Linked DNA regions of Mus musculus: region 2 is linked to region 1. A link is a contact called in public HiChIP or PLAC-seq data. All regions are on one chromosome and are shown on one strand. The core of a region is the stretch at or near the end of the contact, and the rest is flanking DNA. Distances in the headings are between cores, read along the strand shown. Region 1 overlaps Rad52 (RAD52 homolog, DNA repair protein). Region 2 overlaps Ninj2 (ninjurin 2).

Region 1 (2,700 bases), core at 197-2,696:
TCATCCTTTGTTCTGGGAAGACCCATCTTTCTCAGCATCATTTGTTGACATGCCCCAACTTATGTTGTAGCTGTGGCTGGTCTGGAACTCACAGAGATCTGCCTGCCAGTGCATCCTGAATGCTGGAATTAAGGGTGTACTCCATCCTGGCAGTTTTCTTTGTTTTTCTTTTAACTAAAATTTTTTATTGCTTTGCTCTTTAAATTCTCTGTCCCAGAGTTAGTCTCTGTGAAGGCCAGTGTTTACTGGAGAATTCTGTTTCCTTCTGTCTTTGTGCTGCTTGCTTGCTTGCTCTCTCTCTCTCTCTCTCATATATTGACTGTTTTCTATTTTTTTTAAAGATTTATTTATTTATTTTATATATATATATATATATATATATATATATATATATATATATATATATATATATATATATATATATATATATATGAGTACACTGTAGCTGTCTTCAGACACACCAGAAGAGGGCATTGGATTCCATTACAGATGGTTGGGAGCCATGCGGTTGCTGGGTATTGATCTCGGGACCTTGGGAAGAGCAGGCCGTGCTCTTAATGGCTGACTCATCTCTCCAGCCCTGTGTCTTTTCATTTTTAATCTGGGGATTCCAGCTTTTTTTTCTTCTTTTTCCTCCCTCCTTCTCTCCCTTCTTCCTTCCCTTTTCTTCCCTTCTAAGACAGAGTGTCAGGGGGAAGCCCAGGTTATCCTTGAGCTTGCAGCTGCCCTCTGCTTGCTAAGGCTTCATTTTAGGTATGTGTCACTGGGCACAGAAGAAGCTGTAAGTAGACAGCAAGGACAGATCAGCAAGCAAGACTCAAATACTATTTTCAAAAGTAAAGATTCATTTTTATTAAAACTTTATTAATATAGGATGGTTTGAAATACAAATGACTTTCTTTTGTTAAAATGTCAGATGTCTGCAGTTCCAGCTGCCTAGCCTAAGAGTTTGACATGAATATAGAAAACAGAGAAACCCAATTAAAAAACAAACTAGTTTGGAAATTGTGGGTCATTTCAGTCACCTTGTGAGGACAGATGGGTCAAGGATCAAGTGCTGTGTCTGAATAGCTATGCATGGTGGGGAAGGGAAGCTGGATGTGTGGCGCACTCAATGTTTCTTTCTCCTCTTACTAGCTCCCTCTTGATGTGGATTTAACTAAAACAAAGAGAGAAGATTTTGAACCATCTGTAGAACAGGCAAGATACAACAGCTGCCGACAGAATGAAGCATTGGGACTCCCCAAACCACAGGAAGTGACTTCCCCTTGCAGATCAAGCCCCCCACATGACTCGAACATTAAGCTTCAGGGGGCTAAGGACATCAGCAGCTCCTGGTACTGGGCTCAGGTTCCCCTTTTCCTCTCTGGCCCCTTCTCGTGTGGCTTTGGTCAATTTCCACTCCTGCACTTGAAACCAGCAAGTGGTTTGTGTGCTTCCTCAAGCCGGGTCCATTGTGGTTAACTTGGTTTGCAGCAGTCTGGCCGCCACCTTGGAGAGTGACGCCACTCACCAGAGGAAGCTCCGGAAGCTCCGGCAGAAGCAGCTCCAGCAGCAGTTCCGGGAACAGATGGAGACTCGCCGGCAGAGCCATGCACCTGCCGAAGAGGTGGCAGCCAAGCATGCGGGTGTGTGAGAGGGAGATCCAGGGACCATTCCAGGCCATGTCTCACTAGGACGTGTACGACCGATGACCCCATAGAATTAGGATGATAAAATTTGCCCTACACCTTCCCAGTTACAAAGACGACAGGCTTTTTAGGGAGGTCAATGGGCTGTGATTGACATAATCTTCTGCAGCACTTGGGAGGCAGAGGCAGGTGGATCTGAGTTCTAGGCCAGCTTGGACTATAGAGTGAGACCCTGTCTCAAAGAACACGCCCACCCTCACCCCACCCCCTCCCCCTCCGTTTCTGGTATTTGCCTCTTAGATGGCTTTTGGATATAAGACCAAGTTGGAAAATAATGAGCTTCCGGCAGACTGACTCCTCTCTCAGGAGCTTAAGTTTCAAGCACAGGTCTCACAGACTCTGGTGTTACGCAGACATTTGTAATGGAGTATTCCCAGACCAGGGAGCTTTAGTGAGTAAAGGTTGCAAGAGACAGTTGTGTGTTGGGTCTGTTATCACTCCTTGGCACAACAGTAAAGTTATTGTAGGAAAAAGGAAGACAACAAAAACCAAAACATGTACCATCTTGGGCTCATCATGAGTAATGAATTATCCTAAAAGTTTGGCTTTTAGGTCATGGCAGGAGCTTGAAGAGCGGGGGTGGGGTAGGTGGATCATCTAGGATCTACTGTCCTTGTCTCAGATCCACTGGGCTAGATAGCTAACAGTGTTCTGCCTTTGCTATTAAAGTGGAAATAGGTTAGGGTGCCACTCCAGAGTTCTATCCCCTGTACCACACAGACCTGCTGTGCTGGCACATTGCTCTTACCCAGTAGGGTCAGGTGTTGAAGGTCATGTTCGCTTTATAGGGAATCCAAGGCCTACCTGAACTACATGAGAGACCTTGTCTTCCACATACAAAATACCAAAGGAAGTACACTTGGTTCTCTCTCAGGAGAGGTGTACTCTGTGCAGGAGGGGAATAAACTTAATCCCAGAGTTGATATGTGACCTCTGGCTTATCCTTTGTCTCTCCTGTGCAAACTGTAGCAGTACTTCCAGCCCCTCCAAAACACAGCACCCCTGTAAC
Region 2 (2,700 bases), core at 80-2,579, 240 kb after region 1:
CCTCCTGACCAGGTGCCCGTGGAGAGGGCAGTGGAAGAAGGCAGGGATGGTCAGGATAGATCTTAGGAGACAAGAGTGTGCTGTGGAAGATGCCCACTCTCCAGCCAGGCCAGCCTGGGCTCTTCCTTAGCTCTGCTCTTCCCAGAGGTTCTCACATTCCTGCCCAGGAAAAAAAGATCTTGTGGTTTAACTACACCCAAAAGAATGCCACACACAATGCCTGCCATGTGATAAAGGCACAGACATCACTTTTTGTGTAGGAAAATTTAAAAAGCTATTTATTTTTTTAATGTATAAATTAGGACTAGATAATAAATTCCAGAAACAGGGTAAGTTTGTGTTCTTCACAGGTGACACAGGAATGACAGGTTTGACATGTGTGTTACAAGGAGTTGGCTCATGAGCAGGGGGCAGATTCCTTGGTGTCTTAGATTATGGCCCTAAACAGACCGGCCTGGGACAGGAAGAGAGGAGAGAGTCTAGGGTCTGCCACTTGAACTGCATGCCTTTGGACAAGTCACTAACCTTTCTAGGTACACTTTACCCCTAATTCTATGGTTCCACAGGGCCTACTTGGCATCTCCTGGAAACAGAAGACAGTTATTGTTCGATAATTGGGGGAAGCTATTTGAGATACAGGAAGAATATGGACAGAGAAATACTTCAGAAAGTGTGGTCAGAGTTACTTAAGCTAAGTGATTTCATTTTATTTTTTAGGATTTATTTATTATTATACATAAATACACTATAGCTGACTTCAGATGCACCAGAAGAGGGCATCAGATCTCATTACAGGTGGTTGTCAGCCACCGTGTGGTTGCTGAGATTTGAACTCAGGACCTTCGGAAGAGCAGTCAGTGCTCTTACCTGCTGAGCCATCTCTTCAGCCCATGTAGAAGGCATCTTAAGAAAGGCCTCTGATGTGGTGCCATCTACTTGTGATCCCAGCACAAGGTAGCTCTCTGGTGAGTTCAAGGCCAGCCTGGTCTACTGAGTGAGTTCAAAACAAACAGGGCTATGCATAACACCCTGTCTTAAAAAAGAAGTGGGGGTAAACAAAGGATAGGTGCCTCTTCCCCTATCTAATTTAGAGTTTAGGGGAAAATAAAAGGAAGTTCTTGGGCCAGACTACAGAAGTAAACTTGATAGCACAGAGCTCTTTAAAGAACAGATTGTCTGTGCTGTGGTTCCTCTGGTCATGGCCCAGTTCTGTTAAACAGAAGTCCGTGTGTCATTTCCCCCACATCCACACTCACATGTGTATCCTAGCAACCCCGCCTGCAGCTGTGCTGAGCACAGATGTTCAGGCAGCTAATCCACCAGCAAAGCTGGGTTGCCCAGCAGGTGCTTTCCCACTGAGCTGTGTTCTTAGCACAGTGCCTGCTGTATGCAGTGGTGGGCCCATAGAGGTCAAAGGAGCACCCAACAAAAGGCTATGCTGCAGAAACGTGGTAGTACAGGCCTGTAATCTCAGCATTCAGGAGGTCTAGGCAGGAGGATTGCAAGTTTCAGGCCAGCCTGGATTGTATAGTAAGACCATGGCTTAGATAGATAGATAGATAGATAGATAGATGGATGGATGGATGGATGGATGGATGGATGGATGGATAGATAGATAGATAGATAGATAGATAGATAGATAGATAGATAGATAGATAGGTGAATGGATGGATGGATGGATGGATGGATGGATAGATGGATAGATAGATAGATAGATAGATAGATAGATAGATATTGTTATTGCTTAATAACAACCAGAAAATAGGACAGTGTGTGCTCTGACCCCTTCCTATGAGCAAGAAGAGTCACTTTATCTCCAGTCAAGGACTTCCTCTTCTCCAGTAATTACATGGTGGGGCAAAAGCTTTAGTTCCGAGTCAGCAGATGGGGGATGAGTCATGATGTCTATGGTAGCTGGCTTGGCTTATGTGCCAGGTGGGGCTTTAGGCAAAAGAGCAGAGCTTCCAACGGGCCCAGCTGCATTCACCTGATGGAGCTGATCCTGTGTTTTGGGGAGTTCAGCTCTAAACATCTGCCCACCCTTGTCAGATAGGGAAAATAGACACACAGGATGAGGAGTGTCAGCGGCTAGAGACGGAAAGAAGTCAAAGAGGACTGTAGCCGATAGCCACAGTGATATTAGGATGAAGGGATAGAGACGGGGACAGAAAGAGTCCTGCACTAGGAGTCAACCGGGGCTCATACGCTGACTAATGCTGGTGGCATAACCTTCATGCTCATCCATCATTTTCTTCATTAAAAAAAAAAAAGGAGAAGTTTAAAGGAATCAGAGTGTGAGAGCACATGCTTGAGAGTTCCAGTGCTTGGGAGACTGAGGCAGGAGGATTGTTGTGAGTTTCAAGCTAGCCTGGGCTCAACTTATAAAGAAAATAAAAGGGAAGGCAAGGGGGGAGGGGTAAAGAAGGGAAGGGAAGAGAAGGAAGGGAAGAGGAGGAAAAAAGGGAAGGAGGGAGGGGGAAGGACAGGAAGAGGGAGGAGGAAGGGGAAAGGGAGGGGAAGGGAAGGGAGGGAGAAGGGAAGGAAGGGTGGATACCATACTCAATGAAAGAGGACTTACAAAAGCAGAGGCAGCTCGTGTGCATCTCTGTGGCCTCTGGTTCATGATCTAGGGCTTTCTTTGCACAAATGGTACCTCTTTGGTAAGTGTTGTTCAGATCAATTATTTAAAACAAAATAAGA

The links. HiChIP or PLAC-seq counts read pairs in DNA pulled down with a chosen protein or histone mark.
Region 2: a contact with region 1 is called in an H3K4me3 HiChIP or PLAC-seq map of bone marrow-derived macrophages, with 4 times the contacts expected there. The contact joins two enhancer-like sites. A contact is called at or near these places in 1 of 484 Hi-C or Micro-C datasets (spermatogonial stem cells), 5 of 115 datasets of contacts at active chromatin or transcription factors (bone marrow-derived macrophages, embryonic stem cells, large pre-B cells and 1 more) and 1 of 9 other capture datasets (adipose tissue).

Annotation. Positions count from the first base shown.
Region 1 is chr6:119,917,450-119,920,149 of GRCm38.p6, forward strand. Rad52 (RAD52 homolog, DNA repair protein) reads left to right here. Exons shown (of 12, transcript NM_001166381.1): 8 at 1,138-1,337; 9 at 1,477-1,628; 10 at 2,661-2,700. Among named protein-coding and RNA genes, the nearest start is that of Rad52, 16 kb to the left of the region's middle. Within about 2 kb of position 1,447, at least 77 of the 459 cell types and tissues checked have an H3K27ac peak or open chromatin away from gene starts, as enhancers often do. A contact at or near this core is called in bone marrow-derived macrophages, where this site is marked.
Region 2 is chr6:120,153,807-120,156,506 of GRCm38.p6, forward strand. The region is part of intron 1 of Ninj2 (ninjurin 2); the gene reads left to right. Among named protein-coding and RNA genes, the nearest start is that of Gm25327, 11 kb to the left of the region's middle. Within about 2 kb of position 1,330, at least 120 of the 459 cell types and tissues checked have an H3K27ac peak or open chromatin away from gene starts, as enhancers often do. A contact at or near this core is called in bone marrow-derived macrophages, where this site is marked.